Linked DNA regions of Xenopus laevis: region 2 is linked to region 1. The links are chromatin contacts, called in public Hi-C maps. All regions are on one chromosome and are shown on one strand. Each heading gives the region's core, a stretch centred on a gene start, on an enhancer-like site or on the middle of the called end of the contact. The rest is flanking DNA. Distances are from core to core; before and after follow the strand shown.

Evidence for each region. A called contact is a pair of places that touch in the nucleus more often than the background predicts.
Region 2: a contact with region 1 is called in a Hi-C map of the XL177 cell line, with 3 times the contacts expected there. The contact joins the promoter of hsdl1.L here to the enhancer-like site in region 1. A contact is called at or near these places in 2 of 4 Hi-C or Micro-C datasets (the XL177 cell line and the XTC cell line).

Annotation. Positions count from the first base shown.
Region 1 is chr4L:40,875,304-40,879,488 of Xenopus_laevis_v10.1, forward strand. All of the region lies in intron 1 of LOC108714002 (5-hydroxytryptamine receptor 3A), which reads left to right. Among protein-coding and RNA genes, the nearest start is that of LOC108714002, 9.3 kb to the left of the region's middle. Within about 2 kb of position 2,263, at least 1 of the 7 cell types and tissues checked has an H3K27ac peak or open chromatin away from gene starts, as enhancers often do.
Region 2 is chr4L:41,004,164-41,008,348 of Xenopus_laevis_v10.1, forward strand. hsdl1.L (inactive hydroxysteroid dehydrogenase-like protein 1) reads left to right here and starts at 2,146. Exons shown (of 5, transcript XM_018257816.2): 1 at 2,146-2,236.

The sequences.
Region 1 (4,185 bases), core at 1,013-3,512:
GAAATTGCAAACCGGAGAGCTGCTGAATAAAAAGCGAAATAACTCAAAAAGTACAAATAAAATGAAAACCAATTGCAAATAGTTTCAGAATATCACTCTCTACATCATACTTAAAGTTAACTCCTAGGTGAACAATCCCTTTAGGGCGGGCCCAGTTGTAAATTTCTGTACCGGGGCCCTTAGGGGTCTAGTTATGCCACTGCACATATGTATAATATATGTATAAACTACTGCAATACTGCTATTACTCCTAAATCCCTTTAATATGTGATATAGGTAGTTATGCCACTGTTAGCTTATCCTTCTTGATATTAAGGCTCCTCTGTGGCTTCCAGCCAACCTCGCCACACCAGGTCATATTTCTGAGGACACCCTCTTGCAGTATAGGCGAGATGTATTAAGGAGAGTGTTGCTTTAAGTAAGTTCAACCAGCCATTAACTGTGAGGGATTGGGGGGACATCCAGTTCAGGAGGATACATTTCCTGGCATAGAATAGTAGAGTACGGAAAAGTATTCTCATGGCAGCCCTAGGGGTAACCTCATCTATTACATCAAGAATGCATACCTGGGAGGTTATTAGTTTAGGTAGTGCAGTTTTATCCTGAATATACTGTAATTAAGAACCTGAGGGATTCGAGGGATTGTATTGCATTGTTACTTAAATTACTCAGTGTAATGCGACTCAGATCTGTGTTATATGTTTTAATGTTTTTAACAGTTTACCTGTATATGGAAATAAAGCTTATGGCAAGTAGGGCTAAATTATGAGCAATTATGAGCATATTATGCTGTGTAAAAATTGCAATTCATGTTTTTTACCAACCTCCTAATTCTTGTTTCATGCAAGTGAATAAATGGCAATGTGTATCAGCAGCAGGACAGGTGACTTTACAAGGAAAATATATTTTCTTATTAGAGTAAATGTTAGTTCTTACATCAGGTTCTGCAATGAAATGATTGGAATGATTGCATTGCAGTCAGTTTGTTTAGTGACAGGGTAGAATGGGTATTTGAGCTGGTCTCCAAGCCTCAAATGGGGGCTCTTTAGCCAACATACTTGATTTGTTCTTTGTACCTCCAAATACAAGGCTGTCAACCTGAAAGAGAGAGCCATAGCAGCGGAATCTGTGGTGTGCAGCCAGGCCTTTCCTCGCACCAGAACGCTCACTTGCCATACACATTACCATATTGTGATATAGTGTGGTAGTGACATAAATGAGGTAACTACCAGGAAAATAGGGGGAGTTAAGAGCTCTGTGAATGTTGCACTGTGCACTGGTGAGTGGTTAAATTAATGGGGTATGCTTCCAATCCACATGACAGTGACTGTGTGTAGCTCCTCATTTTCTGGTATAGTGGGGTGCTTTGCTTGTGTCTAAGGGTCAGTACCACCATTACAATGAGAAGACATTGGAGGTACTGTGTGCACTGTATATTAGTAGACTTAAAGGAGAAACAGACCCCTTATTAAAAAAAAAATGCTCCTAACTGTTCCAAGTTATAAACCTGTATAGCAAATAAAATTAAATGGTTGCTGCTCACATGCTGTATGCTATTAGTTTCAGCTAGAGGGAGTATGTGGGTAACATGTAATCCTTGGCCATTCAATAAAACAAATCCAGAAAGAACATAGCCCTACTTCAGCTCATGATTTAACTAAGTAAGGTGTACAGTATTTAGTGTGAAAAACTACTAGAGAAGCAAATTTTTTCTTTCACTTCCAGATGGACTAGTCATATCCTTGGTATTCATAACACATGAGGTAAAGTAAATGACACTGTACCCTTTTGAAAAGTTCAATGGTTCTTGCCCTGTCCTTGGCAGCTATGAAATTATGGCCACCAAATTGAAATTTACACTTCAGGGTTTCTTCACTCACATAAAATACCCTGTACAGGCATATAATTTACCAAGTATTTGGTATTGCATATAATGCTGAATCTTATATTAAAGGGTGGCCGTCACCCAAAAAAATTATTCAAAATCCTATTTTATCACATTAGTCAAGCAAAATGAACTTTAATTACACTATATAAGAATAGGGAGCATGAAGCAGTATATTTTTAGATCAGAGCTGTATATATTTAACAGGGAACCTATAAACTGTTGTATTTGAAGGTAAATTGATCTAACCAAATCAGCATTGGACCAGAGATATTACCTCAGGGGGCCCCTCAACCAATGGCATACTGCAGAGCCCGCAGTCGTGGGGGGGCTCGGGGAACAAAGGTCTGCTGCATGGAATTTCCTAATTCTGGCTCGTTTTGCCTCCTAATTTTCAGCCACCACAATGAAACAAGTGGCTCGAGCAGAGGCAGCCAACAGCAGGGGTGGGAGGGAGGCACTGACACAGAAACTCAACCACCAGTTTTGGCAAATGACCCCCCAAAGTGTCAGTTTGTATTATTGTCCAGTTGGGGACAGTTGGTGATAGTTGCTCTCAGTATATGTTTGTGCCAGTTAATTTCAGTCCTCTCAATGTCCATTGGTAACAGCTGGTGAAAGTTGGTTTCATTGTCCATTTTGTGACATTTGGGGGGTTATTTATTAAAACTTTAATTTATCTCATCTTTTTATTAAAGCAAGCTCGACCAAAGTCCCATCCATGATTTTAATTTATTTATCAATAAAATAACTCGAAAATTTCGGTGCAGGAAAAGGGTTGAAAAAAAGGAGCAAAAACTTGAAACATACATATTTTTCGGATTTTACTCCCAAATCACTCTTTTTTTCAGGTTATCGCCCGAAAACCCCAAATTTTACAGATTATCAGACGAAACCCAGGGCAGATCACCATATCTTCAAATTGTAAAAGGGACATCTGCCATTGACTTCTACATGACCTAAGCAGGTTTGAGATGGCAGATTTTCAGATTCTGAGTTTTATCAAAGTTTAGTAAATAACCTCCTTGGTTTCAGATGGTGGTATTTGGTGTCTACTGGTGTCAGTTGGTGATAGTTTGTGCTAGTGACAACGTGTGCCATTGTCTAGCAAAGGTACACTGGTCAATCCTCCATGGTATCCAAATGACCAAGGGGTCAAGTTGGAGTATACTGTACAAGAAGGCATAAACATACATAGCCACCTAGCATTGTTCTTTTCTTTTGGGCTAACCGCTGAAATAATCAGAACTGCAGAAAAGTGAAGGTCGTGCAACTTATTTCATCTGCACCATGCACCCACTGACTGAAAAAGGAAAGATCATCTGGTTAATCAGCCAAAATGCCCGACCAAATCTAATCATGTATGGTCAGTTTTAGTCATAGCAGCCAATCAGGGATGTTTTCATTGTTCTGTCTGCCCGAGAACAGTAAAAGATAACTTCTGATTATCTGTAATTGTTTACTTTAACTAGCTTTGCAATTAGGGCATTTGTCATTATTAGACATATGTTTCATGGTAATAATATAATATGCATGTAGGTTGTTTAATTGTGTATAATACATATTACCAGTCTGATATTTTACATTGTTGTTAAATTCAACAGATCCTGTTTGATTTCTTTGCAGGATATATAGACACAAGTAATGGTTTCATATATTTGGCTAAAAATGGGAAGTTATCTGTTTAAGACCCGTTAAATCAAAATCCACGCCTAAGAATGATCTGAGATGACTTCGAATTGTATATTATATATGTACTTATACTTTACTTAAAGCCCACTGTTTTACATCTGACTATGTAACTTTTCACAGGAGAATATCATCAAAACTATCTCACTTAACAGATGCACTTTGTACCCAGGGTAGTGTGTTTTTTAAATAAAGAGGAGCACTATCCCAGGGTAACAGGTAAGTGACTGGAATCACTGGGGAAGGGGTGCCTCACACCTTCCTTCACCTTTCCTTATGCTTTTATTTTGATTCACAGCTATAGAAACTGGGACATATAAGGACACACAGAATACAATTTGGCAGTTACTCAATTGGATAGAAAAGCTGTTCAGTGACCTGGAGCTGCAGATTAGAGCAGATGTTCTGGTGAGACCAGTACAGCAAGTCGCAGCCCTTGACTAACATCTGTGTCTGTAATACAATGTATTCTTCCAGTAACTTAAATAGCATCATACAGATACAGGTTTAAGACATAATAACTAAAGTTCATAATCAGGGCTGGACTAGGGGTCTGCACATCATCTCCATGAGCATTAAATTCATTGTCACAGTTGTAAGTTGGGCCACAT
Region 2 (4,185 bases), core at 896-3,395, 130 kb after region 1:
CTCTCCTATTCATATTCCAGTCCCTTATTCAAATCAATGCATGGTTGCTAGGGTAATTTGGACCCTAGCTACCAAATTGTTTAAAATGCAAATTGAAGAGCTGCTGAATAAAAAGCTAAATAACTCAACAACCACAAATAATAAAAAATTAAAACCAATTGCAAATTGTCTCAGAATATCACTCTCTACATCATAATAAAAGTTATCTCAAAGGTGAACAACCCCTTTAAACAGACCCTACACATTGCTATCAGCATACAGGTGGTCAGACTTGGCTAACTAGTGCTAAACCGGGTTGCTATCGATGTATAAACTATACTTCTTGCAGGCAAATGCTTACTAGTTCACATTTTACCCATCCACATTCAGGCAAAACTATTCCTATAAAACACAGAGTCACTTGTACTTCCTAGTTTGTTGTTTGTATTATCAACTGCCCCTGTGGACTTGTTTATGTAGGGAAAACAATTAGGACTTTTAGGGATCGAATGGCAAATCACTGGTCAGCAATTCGAATGGCTTTGGCATCAGACAAGGGTGACCAGGGCTGGGCCAACCCGGCCAGGCGCCCTAGGTAGCTTGGCCAGGCATAACGCCCTCAAGCGCACATGCGCGAAAAAGCCAAATGTGCGCATACGCATAAGAACCGGAGACGCACACACGCCGCCATACATCTGCCGGACTAGGTGGTAGGAGAAGCAGAGAAGGCGCGTGCCTGGCACGGTGGCACCCCCCCAGCTTTGTGCCCTAGGCATGTGCCTACTCTGCCTACCCCTAGTTCCGGCCCTGAGGATGACACTCCAGTGGCAAAACATATTCTAGAACTTAAACATACTCTATCTTGTTTAAAATGTATGATCATAGACTTTGTGCCCGTGAAAGGTTACAAACAAAACTTAAATGGATACATCGATTGGATACCCTGAGCCCTAGGGGACTGAAAGAACTTATTTCTCATGCCTCTTTTTATTGAAATTTACTGCCATTTATATGAATTGTGATATGGGGTTACAATTTGCCATGGCTATAGTTTTTTGGGAATTTGCACATTCTTTGTGGTGGTTGCTTTATAGTTGGCTCTAACACTGAAAGATATGAATATATATCTTTTCCTTTTACTTTTCCTTTTTCTTCTTTTTCCTTTTTTCTGTTTTTATTTTTTGTCTTTTATGATCATGGTATAGCATCCCTTTATGTGCCTTTGTACAATTATTAATCTTACCATCTATGTGATGTGATGACAGCGAGATAATATTGTGATGGATGGGAATCCAGTCACACTCTTAGTGGACACACCTCTTTCTGTGACAGATGACTTTGGATATATATATATATATATATATATATATATATATATATATATATATATATACTGCCGTTTGACATTCTTTTTGAATGGATGAGATGTCATATGCCCCTGTGAAGAGGACTAACTATTATGGTCCTGTATATGTAAGAGGTGGCTAACCCCATCTAGTATCCCACACCACATACGAACCCCCAGTCTGTTTGTCCGCTGATAGAATTGTATATTCTTTGTATTATGTGGTCATATGCCCCAGTTTGTCAATAGACTACTTATATTGGTCCTGTTAATACAGTAGTTGGCAGACCCCATGTAAAATCTTATGCTATTTTCTCTTGTGAGTTGGTGCCCTCTATTATGATTACAAACACTTTGAATTTATTGCCTTTCCACAAGATCTGGAGAGCAAGATACAATATAAGTGTTGCGCTATATAAGTACTATAATTCTATGTATCTTGAAGTTGATGCTATAAAAAAATGTATTTTTTTGCACAGTTCTAGCTCTGCTCTGTGTTGTTAAATCTTTTTTGTCTGTACTGATGTACGGTTGTTTACTCATTTAAATGGTGGTAGCTCTTAAAGTAAAGTCAGTGTATTAACTTTGAGCATTACGTTGCACAAGTGGTTATTTTATTTTTCAAAGCACTTTTTCTATCTTTATGTAACTAATTTGGCATTAATATTAAGTATTGATATGTGAGATTAACAATGAACTTTAGAAGTTAGTATTTTCTGGCCTTGAATTTTGACAAGGTAGCTAGCTACCACTAGTAGTCCATAGCAACTGCTGCAGCTGATTCTACCCCCTGGTAACACCCCCTTGCCTATTCACACACACAGCAGTATTTCTCCCACAGACTGACTGATCTGTTGTGAGCCAATGCAGACTGCAGTACTCTTTTTTTTAAGACTGACTCTCTGATCTTTTGTGAGTTATTTTCTAGGATTACTTTCTATTAATTTATAATAATTATGGAGACTTAATGTGCAACATGTAGAATATCTGTGAGTGGTTCTCTTGTATAACTTTTGTGAATAAGCATTTGTAACACATAGTGAGATAGCGCATTGTTTATATGAAGTTACAATGGTTTTTTGAATTGGAATATTTATGGTTTTAAAAGTATATCTTTGTTATGATAAGATATCTTAGTGTTGCCACATGATATTTATTTAGATTTTTTTTCTTTTGGTGGATTTGTTTGGGTTAATTGGTAGCTAATTATATGCATGTCTTACTTTGGTCTAATTATCATTGAAGATGTCACTCCATGCACTTTCCCACCTTTTGGTGTTTAAGGGCTCTTACACACGGCCGTTCCGACCTGCGCTCCCCTGCGTTCCGTTTTTTGGCGTTCAGCCGCAGGGGAGCGCAGGAATAGACGCAAGTCATTATTTGAAATGGGGCTGTACTCACTCAGGCGCGTGTAGGCGCCGAACGCAGGTTCAGACGCAACATGCTGCATTTTTCCTGCGTTCGGCGCCTACACGCGCCTGAGTGAGTACAGCCCCATTTCAAATAATGACTTGCGTCTATTCCTGCGCTCCCCTGCGGCTGAACGCCAAAAAACGGAACGCAGGGGAGCGCAGGTCGGAACGGCCGTGTGTAAGAGCCCTAATAGACACACAGCAGTAAATGCCAGTTCCCCAGACAAATTGTAATCTTTTTGGTTTGGTTCCCAGCAGGCATGGACTGGCAATCTGTCCGTATGGGCAGATGCCAGAGGCGTAGGGTTGCCACCATTGCTAGAGGCTAAATCTGTACAGGGGGAGGGGCAGATAGCATTGGTGGTCGGGCAGTGATGATGGGGGTGGGCATGATGACATCAGAGGAAGGAACAATGATGTCAGTGGTGTTATGACGCCGGGGTGGGGTTAGTGCATCACTTAATGCAAATGCCTCAATTTCTGTTCAGTTTTCGGAATGTTTTGGGATCCATTATACAGAAATTGGTTATCAAGAAAGATTATTGTTCGGGTTTCATAAAGCTGAAAAACGAAAAGGACTTAGAAAACCCGAACTGTTCGGGTCAAAACCAAACAGGTGGAAACCCTACCCGCTCTATTTTTTTGTTAAATGGGCTGCTCCTGATCTACTGTCTGGGAGTCATCTGATCTACTGCCGGAGCAAGTCCCCTTCCCCTGCCCTTTGTACTGACTGTGTGGAGCAATGAAACAGATCTTAATATGTAGCCACAGTCTCCTGTACTTCTCCTTACAATCAGCTCTCGGCTAGCAGGCTGCAAACAGCAGACATGATCAGTGGATTGCAGAGTGAGCACCATATTGCACTGTCTGCTGTTTACAGCCTACCAGTCAAGAGCTGATTGTTAGGTGAAGTACAGGAGACAGAGGGGCTACATAAAGATCTGTTTCACTGCTCCACACGGTCAGTACAAAGGTGGGGGAAGGGGACTTGCTCAGGCAGAGTACTGAAAGTTACAAGTCTTTGCAAGCAAGGAGGGAGGGTGTATAAGGAAGGTGCCGAGGCAATACAACAATCTGGTAACGTAAAAGGCAGATTTATTGCAATGATTTATTTAATTTTAAAAGAAAAAGGGCTAACACATCAAAGAGCAGGGCATCAATTTTTAGTTGAGAACACCTGCAGCCCCATCCCTTGTTTTTTCAAATGCAATGGCACAGTTTGTAAATGGCTTTGAATCATGTGGTAAAGGAGAGGAGAGGTGGAGAATTAAAACAGCCAATCTGCATATGAAGTCTGTAGAAGTTCAGCAGGCAGAGAAACACTCAGTCAGGATCCTTGCTTGTCACAGTCATCTGAAATTCCCACCCCTCAGGCACACAGACTGGGTCCTGATAGGGGGGGTCTTCATGCTGGAGCTGCTCTATACTTGGCTAACAGACCATAAGGCA